2 separate regions of the Triticum aestivum genome follow, and region 2 is linked to region 1. The links are chromatin contacts, called in public Hi-C maps. All regions are on one chromosome and are shown on one strand. The core of a region is the stretch at or near the end of the contact, and the rest is flanking DNA. Distances in the headings are between cores, read along the strand shown. Region 1 holds the start of LOC123091051 (serine hydroxymethyltransferase 1, mitochondrial). Region 2 holds the start of LOC123091053 (protein WRKY1).

What was found. A called contact is a pair of places that touch in the nucleus more often than the background predicts.
Region 2: a Hi-C map of leaf shows a contact between it and region 1, with 4 times the contacts expected there. The contact joins the promoter of LOC123091053 here to the promoter of LOC123091051 in region 1. A contact is called at or near these places in 2 of 5 Hi-C or Micro-C datasets (both in leaf).

Annotation. Positions count from the first base shown.
Region 1 is chr4B:66,050,342-66,057,528 of IWGSC CS RefSeq v2.1, reverse strand. LOC123091051 (serine hydroxymethyltransferase 1, mitochondrial) reads right to left here and starts at 1,875. Exons shown (of 16, transcript XM_044512444.1): 1 at 1,684-1,875; 2 at 1,524-1,562; 3 at 1,319-1,405; 4 at 1,107-1,228; 5 at 908-984; 6 at 243-367. The coding sequence starts at 1,761. LOC123091050 (serine/threonine-protein kinase SMG1) reads right to left here. Exons shown (of 17, transcript XM_044512443.1): 13 at 6,957-7,187; 14 at 6,400-6,475; 15 at 6,172-6,302; 16 at 3,835-3,927; 17 at 3,207-3,738. The coding sequence ends at 6,203.
Region 2 is chr4B:66,313,140-66,321,047 of IWGSC CS RefSeq v2.1, reverse strand. It overlaps LOC123091053 (protein WRKY1), which reads left to right and starts at 1,804. Exons shown (of 4, transcript XM_044512447.1): 1 at 1,804-1,989; 2 at 2,392-3,233; 3 at 3,321-3,446; 4 at 4,233-4,810. The coding sequence starts at 2,485. The coding sequence ends at 4,377.

The DNA.
Region 1 (7,187 bases), core at 626-3,125:
GAACCATTGAGCCATGGGAGTTTCTCAAACATCATACCTAAACATAATTGAGAATTATGAGCTTATTAGTATGTATTTTACATTACAGTATGAAGTGCTTATCTAATGCTAGATATAAAAAACAAAAGAAACAGCAAACTACACAGAAAGATGGCAACAAGCAAGCAATGGCTGATCATGCTTGCACCCCACCAGAGAAATAAAAAACAATAGGTTGATAATAAAGAAGCGGATAGATGTACCTGGTAACCATGGGAAAGATGTCCACCGTGAGGAAGATCCAGAGCCATAATTCTATCATGTGGCTTCAGCAGAGCAGTGTATACATGGAAGTTGGCAGGTGAACCCGATAGAGGTTGCACATTCACTGCAGAGGCAGAAATTGGTCATCCAGTTAACTCGCCCCCAATTTGGTGGAAGGACAAATACCACTCCAAGAACATAGTGGTTAGCAATGCAACCTAAATATTTAAAATGTACAGATAGTGTCTAATCCCAGCTGTGTACCATATGTAAGCTTTGAAATTGACTAACATACTTTGGTTTGTAAATGGTGTATGCACATATGCCAACAGAAATTTCTTAAGCAAATTAAGAACCTGCTGTGGACTTAACCCGTTTACTTTACGACTAGACTACTTTAGAACATTACCCTATTTCCGATCAAGTAAAAGTGTGTCAACTGTAGAGCATAATAAGATTAGCTCGAACCAGAGCATCTTATTTATTTTCACTCTGCTCTCTCATTTGCATCACCAAAAGCAGTATAAAAAAAGACTAATGACCCTATGTCCACATAAATGATAGAATTTATAGAAAAACATCCTGCAGAGTCATTAGTTAGTTCTACCGGACACGAGAGAACCTGATAAGGAAATTAAGAATAAAACCATCATCAAGATTTTACCTCCCCACTTCTCTGGGTCCAAATTGAAAGCCTCCAAAGCACGTTTCTGGCACAGCGTCTCGGCCATATCAATGTATCTGCAGGCAAGAAAAGCCAAAACGACCGCCAGTCCACATTATTGACCCCCACATCCATTCAATTTCTGCTCCAAGCATTCTTCAGATATATAAATACAGAGAAAGAAGGAACAAGAGCGCACTCGTTTCCACCGTAGTATCTCGCGCCGGGGTACCCCTCGCTGTACTTGTTGGTCATGACGGATCCCACCGCCTGCATCACCGAGAGGGAGGTGAAGTTCTCCGACGGGATGAGCTCCAGCCCCTGCAACCAGACAGACTGACGCGATTCAGCAAATGTCCTGGAGAAGAAGAGCCCGAGCACAGTACAGCGAATCATGGGAGCAGTGATGACCTTCCATTGGCGGGCCTTCTCGAGCTCGATGATGTCGGCAATCTCGGGGTCGACCTCCTCCAGCGGCGCGTTCAACTGCTTGGGCCACTGCGCTCAACGCGAGGAGTGGGGGAAAACAAGATAAGCACGGGCAACAAACAAACAAACAGACAAACGGACAGGGAGCAATGGGCGCATAGGCACGGGGTGGGTGGTGAGGACATACGGTGACTGCGGATCTCTCCTCCGTCGCCGGCAGAGACGCCTGCGAAGCCAAATCAAACAAGGAAAAATGGATGACCGTGAGCGGCGCCGATAAACCAGAGGACCGCCGCCAAGAATGGTTCATAAGAAGAAGGAAAGGAGAAGAGCGGAGGGCGGCATACCATGGAGTAGAGCGGCGTGAGGCGGGAGAGGGGCTGGCCGCGGGCGGAGAGCTTGCGGAGCGCCGTCGCCATGGCCATGGTGGGTGGTGGTGGTGGTGGTGGTGGGCGGCCTCCTCGTGCACCTCTCGGTAGGGGTTGGAGTGTCGGGTTTGGGAGGTAGTGGATCGCATGGCCTAGCGTCCTTTATTTTAACTGGAGGCAGCAGATGTGGGCTGAGTGATCAGCATCCACCAGACGCATCACCGTCACCAACCCCTCAATCCATATGCAATTTCCTTTTTTTTTCTTGGTTTTAGAAAATGGAAATTGGAGATTTTGTTTTTTCTCATTTGCTGTTGGATGATATCTCTACTGCCATGACGCCCATATGTCTTTTTAGGGATTTTCAATTCAACAGGAATTTATCTGGCTACCATTGGTACTTGGCATTTACTTGCTAGATGCTCTTAATTTTTGTTTCCCCTTTTTGCAAGAGGTTACTGCACTAAAACATGTCTATATACATCTGATTCAAAAAAAAACGTTACTAGAACACCTTATAATAGTGAACAGAGGAAGTATATTTTTTTTTCTGGTTACCATCGAAACTTGCCCTTTACTAGCAGCCTAGATTCGAATATGAGGCATTCAGATGCTGGTAACGGGTTAAGGATGCCGGTCCCACAGGTCAGGCGTCCCTGCATTTCACTCTGGTTTATGGGAGTGTTAGCTCAAAGTATCCCCATCACCACCAACCGGAGCAGACAAGATTCTTCACAGAGAAAAATAAGCCGAACCAAACAACGATCCTGATCCTAGAGGCCCAGAGGATTTACTTTTAAAAACTAGCTCATGTGGTTACTTAACTGCCACTAATCAGAGAGCGGGACACCAAATAGCAAAGGAAACAGCAGCTCAGCCACTCAACTGCCATGTTATATATCCCAGCACTTTGTCATCCATCACCTAACACCAGGAAAGCGACACCACATTTCTTTCAAAAACTAAAAGAAATGAAAGAAACAACGGAAATGTGTTTTTTTTAAGCTCAGGAAGAAAGGAAATATGTTTTCTTGTGAAAAGAAAACATATTAGAAATAAAAAATACCGTACACAACTAAATAGATATTTACTAGGTGCATGTCTGGGCATCAGAAAAAATAACTGCATGAATTAACAGCACCGCCAGAAGAAGAAAAAGATATATGGAGAGGGCATGGCCAGGATGTTGCTGCATTGCCTACGTGCATACAGGCCACCCGAGCCCTATCTTTCCCATGACCACAAGCCGTGCGTTCGTACTCGGATGTAGATAAAGCGATCAATCTCCGACTCAAATAATAACAATAATAAGAGAACAGGAATTGATTGATCATGATAAGCAGCAGATTTCCTTTTTTTTCCTCCTGTCACGAACTTACCAGTAACGTGTCACTTTGCAAGGCTGTGCTTAGGATTTCCAATCAATCTGCACCTGCACAAAAAAGACAAAAAAAAAACAGAAAGCAACAAGAGTGGACATAAGTTACTGCAAGGATCTCATCTGGGAGTATACGTTCCCATTACTAGCATGTTGAATAGCTCTACACTCGCATTTAACTCCGATCAATATACTGTGATCATCGATCGACATTGAACATTTCTATTTACATCTGATCCGCGAGGAGTCGTGGAATACGAACGGCATTTTCACAGTTGCATATCCAGCGCCTACCCTTTCCAATATGCTAGTTGGATCATGGAAAGGAGCTTCCAAAATATCAGATGTACAGGGAACGTATTATGTACATTTGACAGCTTTACCAATTTTGAATCCCTGTGGGTGAGCGCGCCGCGTGTCCATGCAAATTGCGAATGCTTAGGGTATTTTCGTTCATATCATGCTAAGCTTCAGCATTCCACAATGTCATTGTCTGGATCCCAGAATGCATGTGAATGGCAACGTAACATTGGAGATGCAGAGGCCAACAGTACCGAAGTGGTGCCCCTCCTCTGCTTGGAAGCATCCGTAGGCCGTTCATGCCACATGCTGCAGGGAAGTCGAGCCGCGCTGTCTTATAAATGACGCCTGCAGAGCTGGATCAAATGCAAGCAGCCATATTAAAAAAAATGGTTAAACAGATGACCATAGCCTTGCTTCAGAAACAGTGAAAATAGTAGGTGCGGCCAAACCTCTTTAACTTGGCTCGCCGTCATTCATAGCAACCATACAATTGCTTGGCATGCTATCCTGCTTTTGCCATGGAATGTCTTCTGCCCGAAACTCTGAAAAAGGGGTAACATGATTTGGGTAAATCACCTGTATTTTAGAGCTAGTTCTAAAAAACAGAAGTCAAAATTGAAAATGAGCACAAAAGGGAATTTCCCCACAGGTAAAAGGAGGTGAAAACATAACAAGGAAAGTGATTCGGTTGCAAGTCAAGCATTACATGTAACAATTAAAATGTAGCTAGGTAAAACACATAGGTCCCTTGCAAAAAAAAGGTAGTAAAACTGATTGGGATTAACAAAAACTATAGCCAAGCAAAACTATACATTATCTAAAAAAAGGAAACTAAATTATCTAAAAATGGCAAAACCTTTTTTTTTTTGGAAACGCAAAGGGCCTTCATTGCATTGAAAAGGTGGGTGAGAGTACAATCCTGCTAGGAGGTGAGTTTTACAAGGCCATAAGCCCGATCAGTGGACATCCCAGGATGTGGGCAAAACAACCCTGCGCCCTTGAGCCCCTGCTTTTGATCCCTCAACTATCGGCTGAGTTTAAATTTCACCGTAAACTTCAACGCCGTTTATTTTATGTCAATCAACTTCAGAACTGTGCATAGCTTGTCCTGAAACTGTTTATGTAAGTGCTTTCTTGATTATGTGTCATTATAGTTTTCAACCCTTAACTATTGCAGAAGTTCACTTTTCAACCTTGAACTCTGAAACCGGTTGTTTTTAACCTTGAACTCTTGGATCAGTTTACTTTACTCCCTTGGCCCTCTCCCAACTGGTTTTCTGCTGACTGAGACAAAATCTGGGAAATGGTTTTCAGCAGTCCTGTTGTAGCTCTATGCCTCTATTTGGCAGTTGTGATGGCTGGCAGGCTTGTGCAGGCTGCCGCAATGTACCAAACGCGGGCATTGGTTTGCAGCCCCAGTCAATTGGTGGCAAGCACCTGTACGTAGTTTAAGGTAGGAAGCCGCAAGCCGCCCCACTGGTGCCCCTATCTCCATCCTCTTTCACGTTCATATGAAGAGGAAGGGGGCTGCCACCTTCTTCCTCAAGCTTGGTGAGCTTCTTTTTAGCAACACCATGAAATTCATTTTGACTCTTCTCCAAAATTGATCTTTTTCATTCTCTTCATCATCATCCTTCTACCTTGCCAACGTTGACTCAGACATGTAGAGTTATAAGACCAGGTCCTTCTGAATACCAGGTCCCAGTTTCAACGCTGACTCGGACATTCCCATGCAGCGCTGCCGCCGCCTCCTTCTGAATAGCCACCTGCTTGGATGGATGCAGCAAGGAGAGATGCAAAGATGAGAAGACAGAGAGGCTGACACATGGGGTCAGCTTGATGATGTGGTAGCCTATGTGGAAGGGTTGATAACTGTTAGCAAACATGGCAAAACCACCCCACGAACCAGCTTCGGATAAGATTTGTTCATTTCTGAGAGTTGGAGTAAAAGGTTCACGGTTAAAATTAAAGTCGGCAATAGCTGAGGGACCAAAAGTAGAGACCTGTTCCTATGCTAAAATGGCCACTGAACTAAAAATGGAATCAGAAATATCAACTTAGATGATTGGATACTGACAGCAAAACGGAAAAAATATATCAGAAGACATGTCAATTGAGGCCTCGACTTAAGCTGATCCTTCATGGTGAGAAAAACTGTGGAAATAGTACTTTCTGGTTTTGGATCTACCGACTCATTCTGGTTTTCTAAGATACAATATAAATGTTTTACATCATCCTGAGCAGTTATTGAAACCCTGTTTTTGTCCCCTCGTTGGAATAAATAAGACCCCTCTTGTTGTCCCCTTATTGGATAAGTAAGATGACCAGATGTTTGTTCCACCACCATATCAGTACTTAATGGACAAGTTTCCGGACATGACTGGTGCAACATTACATGTTTAGGAACCTGTAGTGTACACTAGGCTTACTGGCAAGTCTCATTACTAGACCATTAGGCACTGACTGATCCAGGTTAAAGACTAAAGAAGGCCGAGCCAGTGCTGAGCACGTCAATTTAGTTTCATTAGAAATTGTTACTGTTTGAACAGCCCTTTCTATCTCAAGGTCACTACTCAGGTTTTGTCAGAGATTTCACTGTTTGAACAGCTCCTTTCTATCTCAAGAAGGTCACCAAACGGACTGCGGAGAAATGAAGACAATTCTTAGCTTGTAACATCTACACTCACCTACATGGAGATCTTGCATTTTAAAAACATACAGATGAACAAAAGAGTTGCTACTACAGGGCTTCAGCAGAATATTCAGCTAGTACCTGGACAGCATACATTGATGAAAGTTGTATCGGTGAAATTTGAATCATATCCAAGGTGTCCAACCCTCGTACATATTACACAAATTGTCGATGCTTGTCGCCTGCTTAAGAAGATAGTCTACTTGCTCCGAAATTTTCAAGGACCTAAAGAGAATGATATGAGAATGAGATCAATAAAACTGGATAACATACAGCAATAGATTTGGATGGCTACTAAAACTCTTCCCTCTTATTTGCTCACCTGGTACCATCTATATCTCGTCCATGTAACTTATGTTCCACTTGCTTCAGGATAGACAGAGCAAAAGGATTTTTACCTGTGGAGCAGAAACATATCAATATAAATCTGTCTCAGCTTCAGAACTCTTAAAGGCCTAATATTTCATGAAAATTTCACACAGAACGAGCTAGGAAAATAGGAAGTCTTATGATGATCTGTAATATTCAATCTAACGTAGCAATGGTGCAATTTGAAAATATTAAATTTATCCATTTCGTGCATCAGTATTTTTTGTACAGATGAGAAGTAAGATTAAGTATTAAACAGAAACGGTTGAGAAAGTAAAAGTTGTGCTGAAAATATTTTCTGCAGCATGTATAATTGCTAGTTCTTCCTTGAAGAAAAATTATATGCAGTGTTAAAATGGTGCTGACAGAGCACTTACAATTTAATCAAGGTTCAATGCTCTGAGGGTTGTTGGATACTATATACTGTACAATGCTACAAGAAGTTGAAGAGCAACCTACTTGACCTCAAATAGGAATAATAAAATATAAATGGCAACGACAATATCTTACCTCTGGTCATTCGAGTATCTGAATAGGATTTATTGTCACTGCTGTCACATTCTTGTCCTCTAACCTGTTTGAAGGCTCCAGTGTTATCCTCAGTTTCAATTCTTCCCTCCTCCACAAAAGAAGTTTCAGCCACATGAATACTGCTAGCTTGTGTGACATTGTTTGAAAACGCCTGCTTATTGCTACTTGAGTCTGATTCTGAATCAGTTCTACCATCTCTTGCTTGCTGAC
Region 2 (7,908 bases), core at 555-3,054, 260 kb before region 1:
ATGCTGAGCCGGGGTGTAATGCTTAACTTTTTTAAGTAATAAAGCACCCCTTTTCGAAAAGATATCCACTCTAGGAATTAAAATTTTATTTACATCAATTTGCAATCATCACCCTCTATGCTGATTATGATTCGTGCGCAGGACTAACCAGGGTGCGAGGAAATTGCAAGCGCAGTGTTTGGTACAAAAAAATTAAATATAAGAAGAGAGAAGCTGCATGTGAGATTCCTTTGGAGGTGGAGCTGTCTTTTGACCTTTGGGCAACCTGGATGCTTGTACGTAAACAGGAGCATGTGATCCAGGGCCCGACGACTCACGTGTCTGCTACTCGTACTCGTGTATGGATAGAGAAAATCAATCATGGGCTCGTAATAATGGCGCCACTCCTCATCTATCTATAGATAAAAATCCATTATTGCAGTATCATAATGCAGCAGCATCGAATCAACGATGCCCCCACACGCCAAGTATGTTGTTCGGACAAGCATTCCCCTCCCCCATTCCCGTTCCCATCTTATTATAGGAGTTCGGACTCCGCATTCAATTCGTTTTGAACGGAGAGACAACTGGATATCACATACGTACTATTCTAAGCAAAGTTATCTACAAGCACCACGATAAATATGCAGAAATAACCGAGAAAGGGTAGACCTCCCATGATACCAAAATGCTTTTATTTGGATGGAGAGAATATCCAGTGGAAAAACGAAATGTTGCGAAACCACGTTTGAATTTTGAAAGTTCTATAAAAAAATGGTGTGCTAAAAACCTATTAGTATGTGAAATTCTAAGTTCAAGCGGGAATTCATTTACGAGGTATTCCTTCTGAAAAAAATAAGATCATTTAGATCATGAAATGAAATTATCAATTCGATGCTAATCATTGTTGATTTTGCTTTTTTTACATCTTTATTTTGCGTCTGAATTTGAAACTATACATGTCAGACAGAAAACCATATCTTTAATGTAGTATTTTCTTAAGATTTTATTGAAACTTCAAACATAGTTTCCACGTGATTTTCATCAGTTCTCAAAATTTTCTCTAATTATCCGCACGGTTGGAGGTTGGAGGGAGTTTACACATAAAAATGTGAATATTCATTTCTGAGCCCAGACTCATCTGCTCCCGGTAAACAGTAAAAATAAATAGAATACTAGAAAAATATGAAAAAACTGATTATTATTTTTCATGATAGGTGTTCGAGTTCATGATGCTCGTGACAAATTTCATTATATTTGTGCATCTGAGCAGCTCTCAGCAAAAAAGAAAAATTTAAGACCCGTGAGAAAATTGACTGTCCGCGTGTGAATAAAGGATGCCCCAAATTTCATCGTGAATCGCCACTACTTTTTCCAAGCAAGTAGAGATGGCGATGTAAAATCTTATAGACATAATTAAAAGAGTTGATCATGTGAGTTAGGTAAAGTTTCTACTACCCTAGTCCAAATCCGGCACATTAAAGTATGCGAGAACAAATCGTCCGCATGTGTGCCCCCTGACCTTTTCCATGTGAGCCGAGGCGAGGAGCAATGGTCAACAATCGCCCCACACACCACACTGACTGACGACCCATGTCCCTCCTTTGACGTTTTGACCCACCCCATCATCCCATCTCACTCACCGCTAAACTAAACTAAAACCCTTCCCAAAAGTTCTCCGGCCGTCGATCTCCTCGCCTGCACCGCTCCAACGGCCCAGATTCACCCAACGGCCAAGTGGCGACGCTTTTTCCACGGCGTGGGGGGCCGGGTCGCAATATTATACAGACCGGCGGCCTCGGCTGCAAGAAAACAAATGAGGACGGAGAATTACTAATTTCTTCTCCCCCACTGCCTGCTGCGCCTGGTCTCCGTCCGCTCCTTCGTTCACACCTTCTTCCACTAGCCGGTCTCCGGTGGCGGGGGACGAGACGACCGTCGTCCGTCGACTCCGAGCTCGCGGCCGCGGTTCTGGACTCATCGCACGCGCCAGAGGATCCCCTCCCCGAGGTGAGTTGCGTGCGGGCGGGCGGGCTCGGCGCCGTCGTGCTTGCTTGCGCGGGCGAGCGCTTCTTTCTCGGGGGAATCTTGGGAGGGTGTGGTGGTGGTGGGGTTGTTGCCCCGTTTGATGCGTCCGCACGCAACAAATCGCCTGCTAGGGTCGCTTCTTGCCGCCGCGGGTTCGTCCTCCACGCCCCGCCCGGCTCTCTCCTCTCGGTGCTCACTCCTGCCGCTTCTCGGGGTTCTGCCGGACTAGGCTCCCGCCGTGATCCGGTCCGGGAACGCTTTCTTGGCCCTCAGCCTGTTGCTCGTGTGATGGCTGATGCGTGGCCGTGCGAGTGATGCAGAGCAGCCATGGTGAGCTTTTCCTGAGATCTGACTGAGTTTTCTCTCCCATTTCCTGCTCTTCAGATCTGCCGTCGTGAGAGCTGCCAAGTAGCCGAGGTGCTCGCGAGGAGTTCACGGAAGGACTGCTTCCGTTCCGGTGTCGTTCTGCGGTGAATAATGGAGGAAGTGGAGGAGGCCAACAGGATGGCCGTGGCGAGCTGCCACCGAGTGCTTGGCCTGCTCACCCAGACCCAGGACCCGGCGCAGCTCAGGAGCATAGCTCTGGGGACGGACGAAGCCTGTGCCAAGTTCAGGAAGGTGGTTTCCCTCCTCGGCAACGGCAACGAAGGAGGGGGAACCCATCCCAGAGCCAAGCTTGTGAGCAGAAGGCAGACCCCCGGGTTCTTGAGCCAGAAGAGCTTCTTGGACAACAACACCCCGGTGGTGGTGCTGAACAGTGCGCACCCTTCGACCAGCTCTGCGCAGGTGTATCCTAGAAACAGCATTTTGGATTCACAGCCCGCGCACCCAATCGGAGGGCTTCCCAAGCTGGTCCAGCCATTGTCCGCGCATTTCCAGTTCGGCGATTCGTCGCGGTATAATCAGTTCCAGCAGCATCAGCACCAGCAGCAGAAGATGCGGGCCGAGATGTTCAAGAGAAGCAACAGCGGGATCAACTTGAAGTTTGACAGCCCCAGTGGCACGGGGACAATGTCGTCCGCGAGGTCCTTCATGTCATCTTTGAGCATGGATGGCAGCGTGGCCAGCCTGGATGCCAAGTCTTCCTCGTTCCATTTGATCGGCGGGCCTGCCATGAGCGACCCGGTGAATGCACAGCAGGCTCCAAGGAGAAGATGCTCGGGACGTGGGGAGGATGGAAATGGCAAGTGTGCTGCAACTGGCAGGTGCCATTGCTCAAAGAGAAGGTAGTAAATCTGCTATCTTTGGTGTTTCTGACTCTTTTTATTCAAGATAGGACACCGTGATAATTGTTCTCTACCCTATTTCAGTAGGAAGTTGCGGGTGAAGAGGACGATTAAAGTTCCCGCAATTAGTAATAAAATTGCTGATATACCTCCAGATGAATACTCCTGGAGGAAGTATGGGCAGAAGCCAATTAAGGGTTCCCCTCATCCCAGGTATTCTAATTTTTCTTGTTGTGCAAATAAAGAAGTGCAGAACTGCACGTTCAACATGCTTCAACTTAGTTGGCTTAATCACCATAACACAATGAGTAACATTTTTATTATACAGTGATAGAAAATAGTCGTGATGATGCTATAATCACCATAACACATCAACTTTGTTGGTAAAGATGTGATCATTTACATGCTATTATGGAATGCACGACTGCATACAACCATGAGCACTCAAGTGCCTTGTGATAACTAATGTGTCAATGATAATCAGAACACACTTTATCCAAGGAATGTGTTTTCTTGGGTGCTGTACATGTTTGTTTTCTATCCTCTATGCGATTCGGTATCCATGAGGTGTCGATGCCTTAATTGCTACGACATTAAATAATTACTTCGTGGATGATGCCATTCTTTCTTTTCTATGGCACTTTTGGAAAAATATGTCAATCATGAGTCTTAAAGAGACCACTTCTTAATTTAACCGAGATCATGCTATCGTGATTCACTTACTCTTTCTCACACCATATAATAATCCTAACCAGTGACTTGCCCACCATGCTCTGGCTTAAATAGCCTGATTATAGAATACACAAACATAGCTAGTATACAGTAATGGCAATCACATATATGGTTCTCTGAATTGGCACAGATCTTTTCCTCTTTTTAACAGACACAGGATATAGAAACATGGCTCATTGTACTTCTATTTGTATTTCAAACCCAACATGTTTCTAAGTTTGATTTTTCCCTGGAGAAGACTAACCAATGGCTGAACACAAAATGCAGGGGGTACTACAAATGCAGCAGCGTGAGGGGTTGCCCTGCGCGGAAGCATGTTGAACGTTGCGTGGATGATCCATCGATGCTCATTGTGACATACGAGGGTGAACATAACCATACGCGAATGCCAACTCAGTCTGCGCAAGCTTAGGGAATCCCTTGATTATCACTCTTTTCAGGAAATGCCAACTCACCGGCACTTGTTGACAGACTGCGTTGTTCTCCTAAATTAGGATTGCGAAGTGACAAATATGGGATCCATTTGAGCAGTTGATGTGTCGGTTGGCCTCCTGACCTACATGTTTTGTAGTGAGTGTCAAGTGGGAGGATGCAAAAATGTTGTTCTCCCTTAAGGAGGTAATCAGAATGATGAAATGTTAGAACATGATGTTAGATAGGACACCTGAGATTTGCTCAGGAGGGAGTGCGAAGAGTTGGAAGGGAAGATAGAAATTTGGGGATGATATGTGTGTAAAGTAGCAAAAATTGATAAAATCACTGGGTCTCCCTCTTTTTGTACCAAGTGCACAAAAAGGCTGGTTTTAAATCAAAAATAAATGAGAGAACCAATTTGTGGTTGGATACATTGGTGTGTTGTACCTCCATGCTCTAGCTCATCAGAGACAAAACCAAGTTAAATATCTTGTGTGTACCAAACACTGATGTTTATATCATCACAACTTGTTATTTGCCAATTAATTTGTGTTTTATAATTTAAACAAACACTGATTTTATAACCCAGTATTTTCTAGAGAATCCTACTACCTCTGTACCAAATGTAAGCTGTTTTTTTTTAAGTTAAACTAGCCTAGAGACATTTTATATTTTGATATAGAGGGAGTACAAAGTAAATAAATGACTGATAATTAAAATGTATTAATACATGGAAAGCCATTGACCCAAAACGTCGTCGTAGATTCCAGCGAATGTAAGGGGCTGTTTGGATTGCAGCCGTGGCTCACCCAACCGATTTTTTGGTTGTTGACTGTTCCCACAGGCTTCGCTTGAATCAGCACCAGCGATTCTGAACCACGCCACTATTTTGGTTGCCCCGTTCAATTTTTATGCCCACGCGTTGGCGAGATCATGGCGGCAGAATCCTTGGCCAAATATTTGGGGAGCCAATCTTGGTGGGCTGGCTGGGGTGTGATCCAAACAGCCCCTAAAACAACAAATACTCCCTTTGTCTCTATTTACATGGCTACACCTGTTCATGGTTGAATTTTGATCATTAATTTAATCAAGATCTATTTTTTAAACATATAATATGATTAACTCATGAAAAATCTAATTGATGGTCAAAAAATTGATGGCAGAAAATGAGAGCGCTATGTAAATAAGGATAGAGGGACCATGATGCTTGTCATTTGAGCTAGGGATTAGAAGGGCACTTTGGTCTCGTCAATTCTTACCCTCCAATCATTTCGCAAGAGACAGGAAGAACTGAACTTGTACCAACAGGGCATTAACAAGTCATGAAAAAGAAACAAGATTCGATCTTTCTATTTTGAGTGAAGCATGAGCATGTCTGCTAAGCATTGGAGCAGGAGACCTCAAACAAGTGACGGCGTACTGTCGAAACGGACTACAACATTCTTTGGCATTGCCGCGCAAAAAGAAAACATTCTTTAGCATCAATTTTGAATGCTCTGGTCCCAAGCAATAATGCAACATTCATTGAATGTCTTGCGTACACGGTACACATTCAACCCTTTCCATCTTATTTGGAATAATTTTTAAAATGATTGGAGATGTGCGCCATGCGTGCATGCCTGGTCTTTGATTGGAGATGTGCGCCATACTCGCTGACTTCTGGCATGAGAAGAAGCGGGGGCATATATCATGACATTGTGACTTGACTAGTAGAACGCCTGTGCATTGCTACGGGCTACACTGCATATAAATAAATAAAACAAATAATTAAGATCGTATTTAAGATTAAAATTCATTTCTCCCTCATATGTTTGGGCGTGTATGGATGCCCAGCAGGCTCCCAAAATTCAACCAACAGTCCGGGCTCCGTTAAATCCAGACCATATGTGGTGAAGAAATGTGGTTGTCTGGACTACCCGTCCACGTTATCTCCAACACGCCGGCCCACACAAAAACCCCATCCCCACGACACACCCTTCCCTTTTTCTGTCGGACTCTCCCCTCCCGCTCAGTTTCCCGTTGTAGCCTGATGACTCCCACCTCACCGTCACCATGGCTCTACTGTGGCAAAGACATGCCCGTGCGTTACTACGAGCAGAAGAAGAAAATGCCACGAGCACATTACAACAAGTGCTAAAGTTCCTCTCCCATATCCCACCTTTCCATTGACCATTGTGATTCCCTATGATGCTTAAGTTTTGAGGATCAAATGGGAAGGCCAAATGAAAGCACATCCAGTGAGAAGCAAATCATATGATGTAAGAGTTAGATGTATTTTGTTTAAATTATAAGAAACATCATATTGGGTCGATGAACACCTTTCTTCGATGTAATCTCATAAATAATGCAAGATAGTCGTGATGACCTTTCTTCGTGGGCAATCAGTTAATTGAAAGAAACTTAAGCAATACCACTCACAACAAACTAAAATGAAACATAAACTCTATGAAGGTGCAAAACCTTGTATAGAAAGGAAAGAATAAAATATTTTTTCTTTAGAAAAATAGACCCTCTTAAATAACATCCCACAGAAAAACACTCTTAAATAGCATGTCTGCCCGCGCACGGGACCTTGGATGGCGCCACTCGTCGCTCCGTGATGCCGCGTTCGCCGCCTCCGTCACAAGAGGAACGACCGAGAAGCTCGGCCATGGCTAAATGGAGCGGTTATTCTAAATATTGGCCGGTAAGCCGATAAATCAGCCGATTTATCGCTTATCGGGGTCAAACCAATAAGATAAGTGAATATCACTGGTATATGCATGTCTGACCGATATATCGTTCTGACAACCGATATATCACCGATATTTGCCGATATTCACTGGTAAATTTAACCGACTGAGCTCCTGATTGTTTATTTTGGTTGAGTTTTGTAGCCTTGATGTCTTCTGTTTGTGTAGATGGCTACTTCCGGTACATCTCATGCCGTTTAAGAGGAATACAAATGACATGGCTTACGAGTTTGCCATGTTGATTTATCCTGATGATACGAAAACCTAAGAGTTTTAAAAAACCTTGCCGATAAATAGCCCGATACAATCGATAAATCGTCTAATAAGCTAACGAGAAGCGATATCCCGAACAGCGAGCGGGTCTAGACGCCGGTTGTGAGGTGCATCTCCGGCCACACGCTAGCCTAGGGCCGCTTCCACCTACCGCTCTGGGATGTTGAGGTCGCCCCCATGACCACCCACTACTTCGTGATGTCGCCATGGCCACCACCGCCGTGAGAGATGTCCGAGAAGCTATCCTTCATTTTATTATTGCTCGCCAAATTATTTTCAGTCCAACAATTGTCATACCCTAATTTTATATTCTATGGCAAACCATTTAATTTCAAGAAACACAAAGTCATGTAAATCGACAACAATTCTATTACCACCATACATAAAATTTCATATCTGTCAGCTGCCGCCTCTGTGAAGGCTACTGCGACACATTAACAATAGAAGGACCGGGTGTGGAGGAGCAAAATCAAGTGTGTGTTGATGGGCAAATGACTTTAAACCGTTCGGGGAGAGCATGATGC